2 separate regions of the Mus musculus genome follow, and region 2 is linked to region 1. The links are chromatin contacts, called in public Hi-C maps. All regions are on one chromosome and are shown on one strand. Each heading gives the region's core, a stretch centred on a gene start, on an enhancer-like site or on the middle of the called end of the contact. The rest is flanking DNA. Distances are from core to core; before and after follow the strand shown.

Region 1 (7,764 bases), core at 1,404-3,903:
GTTAGAGAGGTTAGAAATCATAAACACTCTTGGTGGGGCTGGGACTTGACATGAGGAATATAAAAAGGTCTCAGTGAGCTTGACTTTAAATGAGCATATAGATAGAGGTACTATATGCCATTCCAACAATGACCAGCATGGCAAGATGTTCCAAGGGCATAGTAGTGGCACTTATATCTTGGGGGTAACCAATACCCATCCAGTTGTACCTAAGGCCTACTCAGTTAGAGGACATTCATGACTGGTACTGTAAATCTAACCAACTCTGCATGGCTGGTAATGTCATAGACCCGAGAGGAAAACAGTACAGACAGTATAGCTTCTAAACTATATTCTAAATGCTTATACCCACAGATAAGTATAGCTCTCAGCCCTTGTCATAGAAGCTTCTTTTTGCCGAAAACATTACAGAAATTCCAAACTGGTCAAAAAGAAAAACTAACTGTGGGGTACCCAGCCCCACTTTATGCATTTACAGTACAACCCCAAACCTAATTCTCAAGAAACATCGCAAAAGTAGAGAAAGAAAAATCACTAAAAACTGAAAGGCCAGGACATCTGATAATGGCAGAGCAGCTGAGCCCATGAAATCCCAAAAATGTGGTTGCTTAAATAAGATCTGCACAACGACACCAGTTTACATGCCAGTGTGAATAGGGGAAATCTCACAAGGCCTGGAAGAAGAGCTATAGGTAACTAATAGCTACTGAGACGAGGAGAATTAGTATTTCCCATAGACTAGGCCAGCCCCCTGGTAGGCGATCCAAACCCAAGTGGTCAGCTTTAAACATGCACATAGCAGTGACTCTAAATGGGCTCAGAAGGATGTATGTATAATATAATAGACATTGGTTTACATTATATAATAATTTTTTAAAAAGGAGTTTGTGAATTTGAGATGGATCTGAGTACACAAGAAGAATTGGAGAAGTAGAGGCTCTCATCTATAAAATTCTCAAAAAATATATTAAATTATAAAAAGAGCTGGAGTCCAGATCTTCCCTAAGCAATGCCTGAAAGTTGCTGAAAGTTAAAGAAAAAGTAGGGGGAAATTCAAGGTCAAAGTTATACAAAGACAGACTGCGTGTAGTAGCTGATGGTAATTCCAGGCCTTTGGGAGCTGGGGAGGTGGCTCAGCTGTTAAGAGCACACACTGGTCTCCCAAAGCACCTGACTTTGATTCTCAACACCTATGTGGGGCAGCTCGCAATTGCCTATAACTGCAGCTCCAGGGGGCTCTGATACCCTCTCTGGCTCCTCAAATACCCTCTCCTGTATCTAGAAATATGCATGCATGGTGAGTGCACACATACACGCACACACACACAAAACTAAAATAAATGATGACGTCATCCTTCCCAAGAGAAGACATGACAAAGGCAAGAAAGACACTGCTACGTTTCTGTCCTCAACACCCATAGACCTTCAGTTCAGACCCTGGACTACGGCAAGGCAGGGAGAATGATGTGAAGAGTGGAACGCACACAGAAGTCCGTAGGGAGGCCTTGCAAAGGACAGAAGAAACAGACTAGGCATGATTCCCACGAAGGAAAATCCAGGAGCCCTCTCTTAAGTTGAGCCCCACCCAAGGGACAGCCCTGGCGATACCTGAAGCAAACCAATGGCTTTGGAAATGGCTGGGCAATGGGGTCACACAAACAGAGGGAGGGAAGGCTCAAGGGGACCTGATGGCAAGATGTCTCTGTGATGTCTGGGGTACCTACTAGCTTTGAGGAAGCAGGTTTGGGCATGGCAGAATAAATGGTTACATTTGTCCCTGTTGAACCATTTACAAGGTCATTTCTACATGTGACATCTTGTTTGAGGTCAGTTAGCAAGGAGCTGAAGGGGCTCTCTATGTTCTTACCTGAAGGATGAGTAAAGCCGACCTTCGTGCTCATTCATTACCATAGGTTTGGGTGCTGGGGTGAAAATTCTGGTTTTTCTAGTTGCTATGCTACATCGATTTCAGAGCGATGATGTCCCGGAATGGTGATAAAGTTGCTGTTGTTTATGACTCTGGGGCCAGGCATGTTGGTCTGGTTTGCACCTGGAAGCCCCTGAGCCTCGACAAGGCACATCACATGCCTACCGTAACAAGAGAATGTGTCTAGGAGAGAGGGGACCAAATGCAAACTAACATGTGCATCTGCTAGTCGAGTGCTCCTTCTGCTCCTCGTCTTTGTGGGATCGGGTGTGCCCCTGTTCCTGGAGGGTGGGAGCCTATTCTGGTGGCCTGCCGCCAGCTCTTCTTCACGATGAGTCTTCCTTAGGCAAATGCTTGGGAGGAGCCATCTCCAGTTAAGGGCCTGCTTTGGAAGGCAAGTTCTCTGACTCATGCTGAGTAAAGTCTGCACACAAGCAGGTGCCTGACTGGGAGCACATTTCTAGGGCTTAATGAGCATCTGGAAGGGAGGAGACAGGAGGGTCCTGGGGGCAGAGCTTGGCGATCTGCTAGGAGGAGGGGGGAAGCCGGAGAAATAAGCCTGCATTGGGAGTGATATGATCACATGGCATCCATGAAAGATGACTATCACTGGCCAGGAGATGGGATGGAGGCAACACAGGAGACCCAGGATGATGCTGTGGAAGGCAGCAGATAATGCTACTTGGGCAGGCCACTGCAAAACAGCAGACAGCCCTGAGGACAGAGGATCATGTGAGTTGAGAACGACGTGTGTACCTGCGATTGCTGAGTCCTCCCTTTCAGCCTTCACCAGTTGTGGGGAGGGCATTTCCCTTCTCAACAACTTCTTATGCTGCCTAAGTAGGAGAGCCTGGCCCATTGTCACAGTTTATAGTTATCTGTATGCTTTGGTGTTATTGTCTTGTGCTCTGTAGACTCCCAATTCCAAGTCAAGTGGTGTTCATTTTTTAAGGCTTCTTGCCTAGTTTCACGTTGGAGTTCTAAAAAGTATGTGTGACTATGACCACCGTGGGAAGTTAGTGGCTAGCCACTGATGTCCAGGTAACTCTAATGGTCACTGTTTGGTACTGTATTGACAGTTTATTGTTTGATCTCCCCTGACTTCTAGTGTAAGATGCTGCTTGTAAATGGTTTTTAGGATTCCTTTGTTCTATTTTGAAGGGTTGAGGGACCTGGTTTTCTTCATTGTTGTTTGTTTGTTTGTTTGTGAGATTAAAAAAAATGAGGAAAATTTTTATTTTCCAAATATATGTTCTGGAAGAAGGAATCTGGGCTTTAATTATCTGTTCAGACCACAGAGAGGAAGCACAGCTGGCTAGGAATGCTTTGGAAAGCCAGAGAGGAAGCCACGGTATAAAGTGCAAGGAATTTTGGGTTGTCTGGGCTTTGAGAAGCAGAGACTTTAAGAACTGATAGAGTCCCTCTGTGGCCTTACAACAGAGGAGGGAGCAGCTCTGCCTGGTAAGCTCTTTGGCCCAGAAGAAAGAAAATGGGCCCCTGGGCACCATGTCTTCACCCTGTCCTCCGTGCCAGCAGTGCAGAACTAGTATCTGCCTCTGGCAAGTCAGCTTGCCTCTGTTTCCCTATCTGTAAACTGGATGGAGATAACAGAGTCCTCTCTTGGGGGTTGCTGGGAGGACTTGGTGTGATGATAAAGATGAAAGCTACTTCTTTAGTTAACATGAATTTAATGAATAGTATAGTAATTGCTATTATGTAATACATTATTGAAATTTTTTAAAAAAATAATAATTAGAACTTTACTATTAAGAACTTGCAAATAAAATTCACTCAGTAAGCTTAGCCAGTCCCAAAGTCTATACACTGAAATCTTACTAATCATATCCAGGGCCAAATTAAGAGTGTGTGTGTGTGTGTGTGTGTGTGTGTGTGTGTGTACTCGCACAAGAACTGGTCTTCCAAGAAAAGGGATTTAAAAGTGTGAGAAAAGAGCAGATTGTTCCCTTAGAGACCAGAATATCCTGGGAAAATGTCTATAAGTTGCTGAAACTATTTTAGAGTTGCCAGAATATTCCAAGGAACAGAAGAAAAGCCAGCCAGTGGCCCAGCTGTGGACTTTACTAGGTTGCAGGTCCATATGTTTGGCTAGGTCTGGTCTTCTGGCATCCCAGCCTCTCTGAGTCGGGGACAGATCCCAAGAATTGGCTTCCCAGACAGCTGCTTGCTATCTGCAAGAGCTGACTATGGGTAAGGCTGAGGGAACGGGGAACTGATGCTTGCCAGGTTTATGTGGACATAAAGAAGACCATTGGTCACTTACAGAGTGACTGTTTGTGCTGACAAACTCCTTCTGGGCTTCTCTGTAACAGTGGACCTGAGACCTCTGTAACAGTGGAACTGAAACTATCACCCCAAAATTTTGTCCTCGCAGCAACCTCCCTCATCTCTCTGCAGGGCCAACAGAGTGTTCTTCACCCTGTCTGTTTCCTTACTGGTTCCAATGGAAGCACGGCCATCGTGATCTTGAACATTTATCAGTTGCTTACCTTCGACCAGTGTGGTGCCAGATGCTTCAGGGGAATAGTCAGTTACCTGGGTTAGGTAGCTAGGCAGAACCGGAAACAGAGCTGGAGAGGTTCTTTATAGAGAGTCACACAGCTGGCAAGTAGCAATGGTGACGTCTACATCCAGGTTCAGGCTTTAGTGTCCACCCTTGCAACCTTACTGAATGTTTCTTATTTCCTGGATGTGAGACCCCCCCCCCGGACAGAACAACAGAGAGGTGACAATCACATGGCCCAGCCATGGGTTAACCCAGGCTAGCCCATTCTTTGAGGCCACCGTGCTGCAGGGAAAGCATAACAGAGTTAGGAGACAATGTAGCTGGGTTGAGCTCTAGGGCTGCTCTGCATTAGCTGTGAGTCATAGATCCCTCTGATCTCCTTCAAATTGGATGACAATATTTACTTTTCCAGGCTACCAAAAGAAACGACGATAACAGGCTGGCCTGGTACGTGCTGGGCAGGTGTCTGGAAATGGCAAGTGGTACCACAGTTGCAGGAAACAGAGAGTTAGGGCTTTGTTAAACCCGGGAAGTCTGATCCCTCACTGCAGGAAGAAACAGGCTGCTAGAGGCAAGCACGTTCCCAACTCTCTTGCAGGCTGCAGGCTGCAGGCTGCAGGCCTGGTGTTGGCCCTGGCAACAGAATCCATTTTATTTTCTAAGTATTTCAGGACCAGATGAGTCAGTGTGCTTTCACCTTCAGTATAGCATATGGGAGAATGCAAAGGAGCCTGCTGGCTATTCTCCATGAGGGTTGTTTGTCTTCCTTGATCAAGAGAGAATGGCCAAATGTGGGCAGCTGTGTGAGGAGCTGAAGACAAGAAGCAGAGGTGTGTGAGCATCCTGGTTGCCTGCTGCTTACCTTGGGATACCACTTGCCCTCTGGAGCCATTGTTCCCACTTTTGAAACGAGGGTCCAAGCTTCTTGGAAGGGTTATTATAGTGGTTGAAGGTTAGCTGTAGGTAGTCCCACAAACCATTAGGACCCTACATCCAAGGTTGTCAGGCCATGCCTCCTCTGCCCCTCCCACACCCGACTTGTCTAGCCAGGTAAAAATGGGTGTGGCCAGATATAGCCCTCCTGCCAGACATAGCTGATGCCAAATCCTCTGGAGAGCAGATGGAATAGATCTGGCCTACTCTCCTGGGTCCAGCCTCAGATCTTTTGACCCCTCTCTGGGTCAGTGCACAACTTGGGGCTGGGGCAGGCACAGATCTGGGACAGCCTGGAGCCATAAGCAGCCTCGTAAATCAGGCCCAGCCTTGGAGACTTCTGCAAGCTCTCTGTGGAGCCTAGGAGCCCCAGCTTCTTAAAGCTGTATCCTCTCACTCCCACTCCAGTCTGGAGTCTAAGGGGTGAACAGAACCTGATTTATAGAGACCTCAGCCCAGCCTGTGAGGGAGGCCCCAGAAAGAATGGGCTTCCCCTATGACCTGCCTCCCAAGTCACAGATAGAGACAGAGGTGCTCTGTAGGGAGAACCACCTCCCTCTGGGCCAAGGTTGAAAACTGAAAACTGTCCCCAACTATCCCCTTCTGGGACTTGGCCTTCTTCACTGGAAAGATCCAATTTGTCCTTTCATAAATGAATGAAAGGGGGAAACACTTCCAAAACGGCCCCTTGCCACAGAGCTGCTGCAGAAGGATCGATCGGGTCTGAGTTTGAGCTCAAACTCCACCATCCCCAGCTTAGACAAGTCTTCTCCCATCCACTCCTGTATCTCAGTCTTCTCCCATCCACTCCTGTATCTCACTGTCTAGTCTCCCACATGGCATAGAGCTGGTGTGAGAGACAACCGGTTAGCAGATGCCAGGCACACTGTACATTGACAAGCAGTTGTGTATACTTGAAAAAGCTTCTCTCCCCGACCCCTGTCTGCTTCTTCAAGTCAAACAGGAGACACCAGGTTTGGACCCTTGTACAGGCCTGTCAGGTGGGGACTCATGAATTACTCTCCGACCACCCCGAACTTCTAGAACACCACTGTCTACACTTAGCCAGTCTCTACATGTGGCTGCTGTGTTCATGAAATGTGACGATACAATTAAAAACCTTAATTGTTATTTTAACAGCAATTAAAATTGAAATCTATTACATGCTGTGGGTGACTACTGTGGTAGACAACCCAGGCCTTAACCACACAGTCTTGAAGACCTGGTTCGGCATTGGTTCTTGGATAAGCTTAATTACCCATCCACGCCTCCAATGTCCTCATCTATAAGGCAAAGAGTGTGTGGAGTCAGCACGGAAATGCCTCACTCCAGTCACAACTGTAGGTTTTCAAGGATTTGTCATGATTTTTGACTCTTGCTGAGTTAAGAGCAAGGGCAGGCTTTAGAGAAGGCAGGAGCCCAGTTTGGGACAACCATCTGATTAGAGATCAGCTCCTATGTGGAAGAGTCATGGGGGTGCAGTTCTAATCCTGCCCCCAGTGTTCAAAGGTACCCTAGTGTGGCTTGAACCCCTCGTGCACTGTGTCTACCACTTCTTATACCATAAGGACTTTCCCTACAGCCACAGTGCTTTCGGGATGACCTTAGCGCCATGTTTTCTGCCATGTCACCTTGCACTCAGTTTACCATGAGATAACATCTGGTTGGAGGCTGAAGCTGTCACCTAGGATAGATGGTGCCTTGGGTGTTGGGGGGGGCACAGAGATGGAGAAAGCAGAAAGGGCAAGTGGAGCTATATCACCATCCTTAAGTCTGCTTTGATGGGCCATCATGGCCACCTGAGCTCACATTTAGGATAAGAAGGAAATATGTGGTATCAGCCATCACCCTTCCAAGTTCCTTCTACCAGTAAGCTTCCGTTCCCAACTGATTGGCCAGAATAAAGTCATGTGGTTACCAATAACCGCAAGGGAGTCTGGGAAAGTGAATAGCTGGCAATCATGAACTAGGCAGGCTTGTTTTATTTGTTGGACAAAATTTGTTTCAGTCTGGGGAAAAGTAGGAAGAGAATGAGTCTTGGATTTGCCAGCAATCACGTCTGCCTTTATAGCCTCTGGTATGATTATTATAATGTTTTCTAAATTACCACATACGTTTCAGATTTGTGATCCTGTTTGAGTTTCTCAAGCTTGTGGACAACAGAGATTGTAGTCCTCATATTGGAGATAGGGAGAATGAGACCGTGTGAGGTAGAGTAACTTACTCTGGAAACAGTGGCTCCTGCAGGAACTACCCAGTTTTCCACATTCTTAACTATCCCCTGAGCTGGAGGAGAAACCTCAGAGAAGGAAGCAAGCAGATGGTATTTATAGTTATAGCCCAAAATGGCAGCCTTGATGGCCTGGTACAAAGTAGCTAT
Region 2 (7,764 bases), core at 1,977-4,476, 150 kb after region 1:
TCGTACCATCTCCCTTGTGCAAAAGAGGAAACTAGGATGTAGAAGATTTCTAGACTTAGCTTGGTCAGCCAGTCCCCCAGTGAGGCAGCTGGGCATTGGTGATATTTATTCTGCCATTTTCTTAGAACACATCCGGGATTCTGCCCCCCACCCGCGTGTGCGAGCCCCCCCCCCCCACTAGCCTGTCATTGCCAAACCTGGCCTGATGAGCTTCATGGTCATGTGGAACTGGCCTAAGACCTCCCAGAGCTGGAGCCTCCACAACTCAGGAGAGTGTTTTTCTTGGTCCATTTGCTTTGTAGGTTGTTCATTTCACTTTGCCACAATTGTGGGTTTTGTTAAGTTCAAGCAGTTGGGTTGGCCATCTCCATGTCTGTTAAGTTCATCTGATTAGCTCTTCTTCCAAGTGCCAGGCAGTCTACTAGGTGTCAGCATTACTCCAGAATTTTTGTCATAACCATAGAGGCAGACTGACCTTGAACTTCTGATCCTCCTGCCTCCACCTCTCAAGTAAAGAGATTACAGGTGAGCGCCATTACACAGTGCCTGGAATGAAACTCAGGACTTCCTGCATTCCTGGTGAACACTTTCAACTTAACCACATCCCTAGCTCCTAACATCATTTCTAGCTGAAGTGCAGGGGTCTTGTTAACCTGCTTAGGGTCACATAGCTAATCGGGAGCGTCTGGTTTAAGAAGCAAAACTTTCCCATTGCAAATGATGATGACTTTACCCCTTTAGCAGCATCAGGACCCGAAGCTAGTCACCACACACTGATGGGGGACAATAACCCTAACTCCCTGGGTGTTTTGTCAAGATTAAATAAGATGACATTTTGCCAAAAGCCTGTGGATACTGGCAAATGCCTTTTCTTTCCTTGAGGTCTCCACGGCCAGTACTTCTCACTAGATACATCTGATGCAAGTGCAGGCATCGTTCCCCCGCTGCATCTCTTTTATATTATTTCATAGTGGAGAAAGGCAGAGCTCTAGGCTGTGTGCTTTAAAATGGGACAGCCCAGCTCACACATAGTCACTTCCTACAGCACCTCCCTCCAAGGCTTTGGGTGTCCTTTGTCATGCAGCAGTGCTGCTGGTGGTATTCAGTGTTAGCATGCCTTTTAAAAAGGCTGGCTTTGGGCTAGGGACATGCTTTATCTGGTAAAAATGCTTGCTGCATAAATAGGAGGACTTGAATTAAGATTCCAGCAATAACATAAAAGCTGGACTTGGTGATGTGTCATGCCTGTAATCCCAGCACCTGGCAGGAAAGGAAGAAATAGGCTTGCTGGGGCTTCCTGTCCAGCCAGTCCGGCTAATCAGTGCAGTTCAGGGAGAGATCCTGTCTTGAATAATAAGGAAAATCCATAGAAGAAGACACCTGATATCATCAGCCTCTGGCCTCCAAACATGCATTATGGACATGGGCAGTCATAGTGTGTGTGTGTGTGTGTGTGTGTGTGTGTGTGTGTGTGTGTGTGTGTGTTTACACAGTAAAAGAGAGATAATGAGGAATCTTGCAGACTATACTTGGAAGGTGCGGGCAGAGTGCTAATCACCGTGTACTGTGTAACCTTCCTTGTGATTGGTGGGCAGAGAGAACCCATATAACACTCCAGCACTTTGAGAGCTTCTGGGTAAGTGCCCTGACCTCCCTAAAAGGGAGCATGAATGGGCTCTGGGAGGATTGCTAGCAGCCATCACAAGGATGAAGTGAAATTTCAAATTACATTAGCTGTTTGCTTAAGGAACAACAGATGAGGCCCTGTGGATTCTTAAATCCTGTTGGCAGTGCAGCAGAAGGAAAGTACAACCATTTGGAACCTTCCCCTGGACCCTATGCAGTCTGGGCTGCAAAGATGACCTTTTAATGACAGCATCCTGCCTCCAAACGGTCAGAGTGTGGCAAATTGTTTGCTAGGGGCCTGGTTTTAATCATTGCTTCAATCAGAAGAAAGGGCTCAGATCCACATCATTCTAGGGTGGGGTGTTCTTCTAGCTAGGTGTCAGGGTGATATTTATCACATTTGAGAGTTTTTGGTTTTGTTTTGTTTGTTTGTTTGTTTGTTTGTTTGAGGACCCACAGTGGCCCATGAACAGAATTTCATCTTCTGAAGGATTCTTGCACTAGACTCAGAGACCTGAAGTCATTGTCAAAAATACACATACCCAAAAGAAAAATAACTCTTAGCTCTGTGTAAAAGAAAGGACAAGTGTCTCAAAGCACATATCTATGAATGCTAAGATCAACCTGAAAGCCACTGCCCTCATTATATGACAGCTGACTAGTTGCAGGGAAAGATATTTGTTGGAGCCACACATAGGTTTTAAATAAAGTAATGTCATCAAAGCAGCTTCCAGAAGTTTGATCAATTAGTTTCTTTCTCATTTAAGAATCTTAACTATCATTTCACCATATTAAAACTATACGATGTATACCTATAATAAATGTGTTCATCGTATCAATATGAAAAAGTAGGCAGAGTATAGAAATTAACTGATGTCACAAGCTTTGTGTTTGTTTATTTTAAATATTAATGTTGTTTGCTTTTGAAATTTTTGTTTGTGTGTATATGTGAGTATCTTTGTGTATGTGCACATGTGTATGCAGGTATGGAGGCTAGAAGACACTGTCAGAGTTGGAGGTATTTGTGAACTGCCAAATTTGGGTGCTGGGATTTGAACTCTGGTCCTCATGGTTAAGCAGTAGGAGATTAAACAGGATACTAGATTCTCACATCATAGGCAGTCCTAGAACTTCCTTCCTGGGCATTGCCAGCTCAGCGGGCTCTTCTCTAGTTCTGGAAGCAAATCCCTCTCTATAAGGCTCTCCTCATAAAATTGAAATCCACTCAGGACAGAGGCTCATAGCTGTTCCACTTTGTCTAAGTTTAATCCTGTGAGCAGCCCACAAATGTACTTGTGTTCCCCAGTTCATAATCAAAATTTAATTAGAAGAACCTTTGCTGGTAAAATAGATGGCAGAGAAGCCTTTGTTTTCAATGTTTGGTGGCTTTTTAAAAAGCACTTTTTTTGTACCCAAATGACAAAGTCTGGGGGTAGTGAACTTTTGACATAAGGAAAATAAATCCTTCAAAAGAAAATCTACGGCCACTTGAGGCTTGGCCTCGCCCCAGCAGGAATTTAGGAACAGTTATAACTGGACCCCCCTTACCAGCTCCCTCATGGGTCCAAATCCTTGGCTTAATGCTTGCATTTCCATAATAAAAGCCACCATCTCTCATTTCATCACTAACTTCCCAGGAACCCTTTAAAGACCCAGGCAGCGCCATTGTAGGAGGATTTCCCTGGGTCCTTCTCTGCCCTCCCTCTTGTCCCCTCTGAACCTGTGGGTTTTTCCAAGGGAGAGATTAAAGCAGTAGCAAGGAGCTGTTTAATTAAACTCTCCCCCTCCCGTCTCCAAAGTTGCTGGAGACTTTTTTTTTTTTTTGACTTCTCCTTGGCAATGCCTAATCACTGTAATTTAGCAGATTCTGTAATTACTCACCACACACGGAAGCAGTTTGATGGCTGTTTCTTTGTCCTGCCTATTCCAACCTCAACTGACAGCTGAGTTCACCCTGTGAATGTCTAAAACAGCCTGGTGGGAGGCAGTGAGGTGCAAATTCGCCAGTGAGCTTTGAAAGAGTCTGGGTTATAAGTAAAAGGGCTAAAGGCATGGACTAGCCCTTTGTGCAGATCCTAGGAGGGTGGTTAGTACTTGCTGAATTTTTGTATCTGTACATTTAGAATAAAAGTCTACTTGCAGGACAGTTGAGAGCAAAGGGGAAGAAACGTGGCCCTGGCTGTGGGGCACCCAGGGCCCACTCCACCATGTTCTTGCCTGAACCTGAGACCTACAGCGAAGGAAGCCCACTCCAGCCTCAGATGCTCAGTCTCCATTGTACACCTGAGCAAAGAGGGACCAGACGGGCTCTGACAATTGCTTGGGGATCCAGTTCTATGTCAAGACCGACTCTTGCTAGGATTCTGTCCTGTGCAGAAGGCCTCTCCTTAGCCCCTACCTAGTTATGACATAATTATAGGCTAGACTTAATACCATTAATTGTGAAGGAAAGGATATTCGAAAAGTTATGCAATATATGCAGTCACACAGCCAGGAAATGGGAAACGTGATCTTTCATACATGGACGTGATTGCAAAGCTACATTTGTAACCTCCACACTTGTGGCTTCTAAAATATAGTTCTTTTCTGGTTTTCTTTCTATTGTACTTTTAAAAACAAATAGGTTGTTTTTGTATAGTATATTCTGATGATGGTTTTCCCTCCCTCAGCTCTTCCCAGATCCTCTGCACTTCACCTATCCAAGGCCACACCCTTTCTTTCTCTTTCTCATTAGAATACAAACGGGCATCTAAAAAATAAGATAAAATAAAAACAAACAAACCAGAATAGGACAAACACAATAAACAAACAGACAACAGAAATGAGACAAAGAAAAAGCACAAGAAACACACCCGGATACTGAAACCCACACATCCATACACAGAGAAAACATGTAAAACTTAAATCAGAAACCATAATATATAAGCAAAAGATATATAAGGGGGGAAGCCTAAATAAAGCATTGTGAGATGAAAATAAATTAATTCCTCCAAAAATACCATTGAGTTTGTTTTGTGTTGGTCATCTATCTCTGGGCATGGCCTGCCCTTGAGTGTGATTTGTATACCTAGGGAGACTCTGCTGGAGAAATAAGTTTTCCTTTCTGGGTGGTTATCAATTGGAAATAGATTCTGGGTTAGGGATGGGTCTTGTGCCTTCTTCTCCTCTCAGCACTGGGACCTTATCTGGCTTAGACCTGTGCAGGCCCTGTGTGTACTGCCACAGTCTCTATGAGTTTAGAAGCTGCAGAATAGTACATTAAGAAAGACCATGGCCCCACGCCTTCTGCTTACAGGGGCAACCTGGAGCAGAGTAGCCATGATGATGGTAGCTTTGGAAAAAGTAGTGACACCCTTCACCCTGCAAGGGGAATCTGTGTATGGATGGAAGGACCAATGGGAGATGGGAGACTGGGATTTGGAGGCTCCCTTATAGAAGACCTGGGGACATTGGAAAAACAGACTTAGAAGAGGCATGTCCTTCTGCCATCAGGAGGTTGGAATGGGAGCCTTACAGTCTCCAGGGGATTGTAGCAGATAGATGGATGGAAAGGGGCAGTGAGTATGGTATTCTTGGCACTCTTTTCTCCTTCCCAACACTGCCCCATCACCTCCTAAACCATGGTCTAACCCAGGTGAAATGTCCCAGCATTTGGGAGGCAGAGGTAGGAAAATCATAAGTTCAAGATCATCTTGAGCTATACAAGTTCAAGGTTAGCCTGGATTACAGGTGACCTTCTCAAAAGAAAGAAATCTATGGCCCTAAAAAATACTACCAGCACTGCCTAGTAAGGAAGCCAAGTCCAGTTGGTAATATCTCCAACTCCAGGGGGTAATAATGACCCTTCAAATGAGAAAGGAATTGCCTTCCCTGTGCCAGGCAAGCTTTTCAGATGAACAGAGACCATATATGGAGCAGCTGACACAGTGATGAGGATCTGAGATAGAAGCACCCCCTGTAGCTCTCCAGTAGCCATCCTTATCACACCTACAAGGAGACTCCTCACAGGCTGTTGGCCCCCTGGATGGATGATAACCACCTAAGCAAATGGTCCACCCTGACTGATGTCAGGACCTACCATGCTCCCCATCCAGAGCTTGCTGAAGGAGCACACTTGTTGCCACTGAGCATCAGAGAAGCCCAGGGCTTCTAAGAAAGACCTACAAGAGACACACTTAAAGCAGGTCTCCAGCTGAAAGCGCTGCCCAGGCTGAGTCCTCATTCCTTACCTTGATATCTGTATAAACTGTGCATCTTCAACTATGCTCTTACTTTTCGCCCGATTTCTGTTCTTTTAAATTGATTATCTTTTATCTCTTACAGTGTATATGAAACAAATGCACTTTGCTTGTTTTATATTTTAAAAAAAAGAGACTCTTGTCCGAGATGGATAGGTGATATCTATGCCTGCTCAGGTGCCATCTTTGTAGTAGAATCTGCACTTTGACATGTCTCCTGGTCTGAAGGACACCATTAGTGAGGGTGACAGAGATCTTGCACACATCATGTACATTTTCAAAGCAAAGAGCCCTTTAACTTAACAGGAGCACATGAGTGCCAGTCATGTACATGTCTGGGACATGAGCAGCCAGCCTCTGCGTGGATGGGACACCCATCCCTCCTCGGTTTGGAGTGAAAGCTCCTATAACAGAAACCCCAGGCTCATTCAGCCTTCTATTCTAACCTCATTCCTTCAGGAGGGCTTTAATTTTGATCTGTTTCAACTTTTCTCCCGTTGCCACGTTTTGCGGATCTTATCATATTCCCCGGTGCCCGCCTGATTGCCTATGGTAGAAGACCGCGGAAGTGGTGGCAGGGAGGCAACCACTTTCCTTACAGATGTTGTTTGTTTTTTTCTAATATAAAGGTAATACATCACCAGTTCTTTCCTTCAAAACTAAATGGGGAATAAATTGCCATTCAATCCGTGTAGACAAAGCAAATAGAGCACTAAAAAAAGGGGGCACGGGACAGCGAGGAAATGGCTTCAACATTAAATCAATCCCCATTCTGGTCGCCGCAATGCACATAAGCAGATAATTCATCAGAAACAAGCTCCGGTCCCACAGCGAAATAATCCACTGTTGTCGAGGGAATTTCAGCATCCTGCTCCCACGTGGACGGCAGGCCAGTTACTCACTAAATATCAGTGCACGGTGAGCAAGGATGACTTTAATGGTAAGAAGTGAACCAAGGCTTCTGGTGACTGTCAGGGCTTTACAAGAAGCATCAAAAACGGACAAAGTTACACAGGCTTTACGCTTTGGTCTTCCAGCCTGTGGAATGACCTCCTGCCAGGCCCCTTAGACCTTCAAACTCACATCATAGATGGGTTCCACGTGATCTCCCAATCACTCGTGTTCACTGCAGGATTAGAAAGTGTTATGTTCATCTGTAAACCGCCACCCTACACCTCTGTTTGTGTGAGTGGTTCTCAACCTTCCTAATACTGCGACATTTTAATACAGGTCCTCATGTTGTGGTAACCCCCAACCATTAAACTATTTTTGTTGCTACTTTATAATACTAATTTTTCTGCTGTTATGAATCATAATTTTAATATCTGTTCTTTCTGGTAGTTTTAGGTGACTCCTGTGAAAAGGCCCTTCAATACCCATGAGGGGGGTCACGACCCACAGGTTAAGAACCACGGGCTCAGCGTGTCTGTGACGTAGCATGACACCTGGTGTTGAAGTGCAAGTTCTCTAACTTAGAACAGCTTTTTCCTTGTGGTTATTTGTAAATGAAAGTGAACTGTACCCAAAACTTTAGAAGTTACATTTCTATCAAAGGCTTCCAATGACAAAGAAAAGCCCTTGACTCAGCCCCCCTCCCTGGGCCTCTTTCCACAGGAGCTGTCAATTTTGGCCCCCATCTTTGTAGTCTGTGCCATCTACCTGTGTAGGTTTCTCAGTTGCCTGCTTCTGTTGCTGTTTCTTCATTTATCAGCTATAAACATTTTTCGTTGATTTTTGTATAAGGGAGGATTCCCACACCACCTGGTCCCTTGCTGTTCTTCTTCCCACAATGCCTCATAATTAGTATAATCAGCTTTGGTTAAATAAACAGTCACTGGTTACGTGATTGTGATTATGTGGTACATGGAATTTTTGGTTCTGGTTTTCATTTTTTTTTCCT

What was found. A called contact is a pair of places that touch in the nucleus more often than the background predicts.
Region 2: a Hi-C map of the N1E-115 cell line shows a contact between it and region 1, with 4 times the contacts expected there. The contact joins two enhancer-like sites. A contact is called at or near these places in 6 of 484 Hi-C or Micro-C datasets (the N1E-115 cell line, cerebellar granule neurons, cerebral cortex and 2 more) and 1 of 115 datasets of contacts at active chromatin or transcription factors (neural progenitor cells).

Annotation. Positions count from the first base shown.
Region 1 is chr7:96,519,843-96,527,606 of GRCm38.p6, forward strand. All of the region lies in intron 4 of Tenm4 (teneurin transmembrane protein 4), which reads left to right. Among named protein-coding and RNA genes, the nearest start is that of Gm15412, 180 kb to the left of the region's middle. Within about 2 kb of position 2,654, at least 32 of the 459 cell types and tissues checked have an H3K27ac peak or open chromatin away from gene starts, as enhancers often do. A contact at or near this core is called in the N1E-115 cell line, where this site is marked.
Region 2 is chr7:96,669,230-96,676,993 of GRCm38.p6, forward strand. All of the region lies in intron 7 of Tenm4 (teneurin transmembrane protein 4), which reads left to right. Among named protein-coding and RNA genes, the nearest start is that of Gm15413, 130 kb to the right of the region's middle. Within about 2 kb of position 3,227, at least 30 of the 459 cell types and tissues checked have an H3K27ac peak or open chromatin away from gene starts, as enhancers often do. A contact at or near this core is called in the N1E-115 cell line, where this site is marked.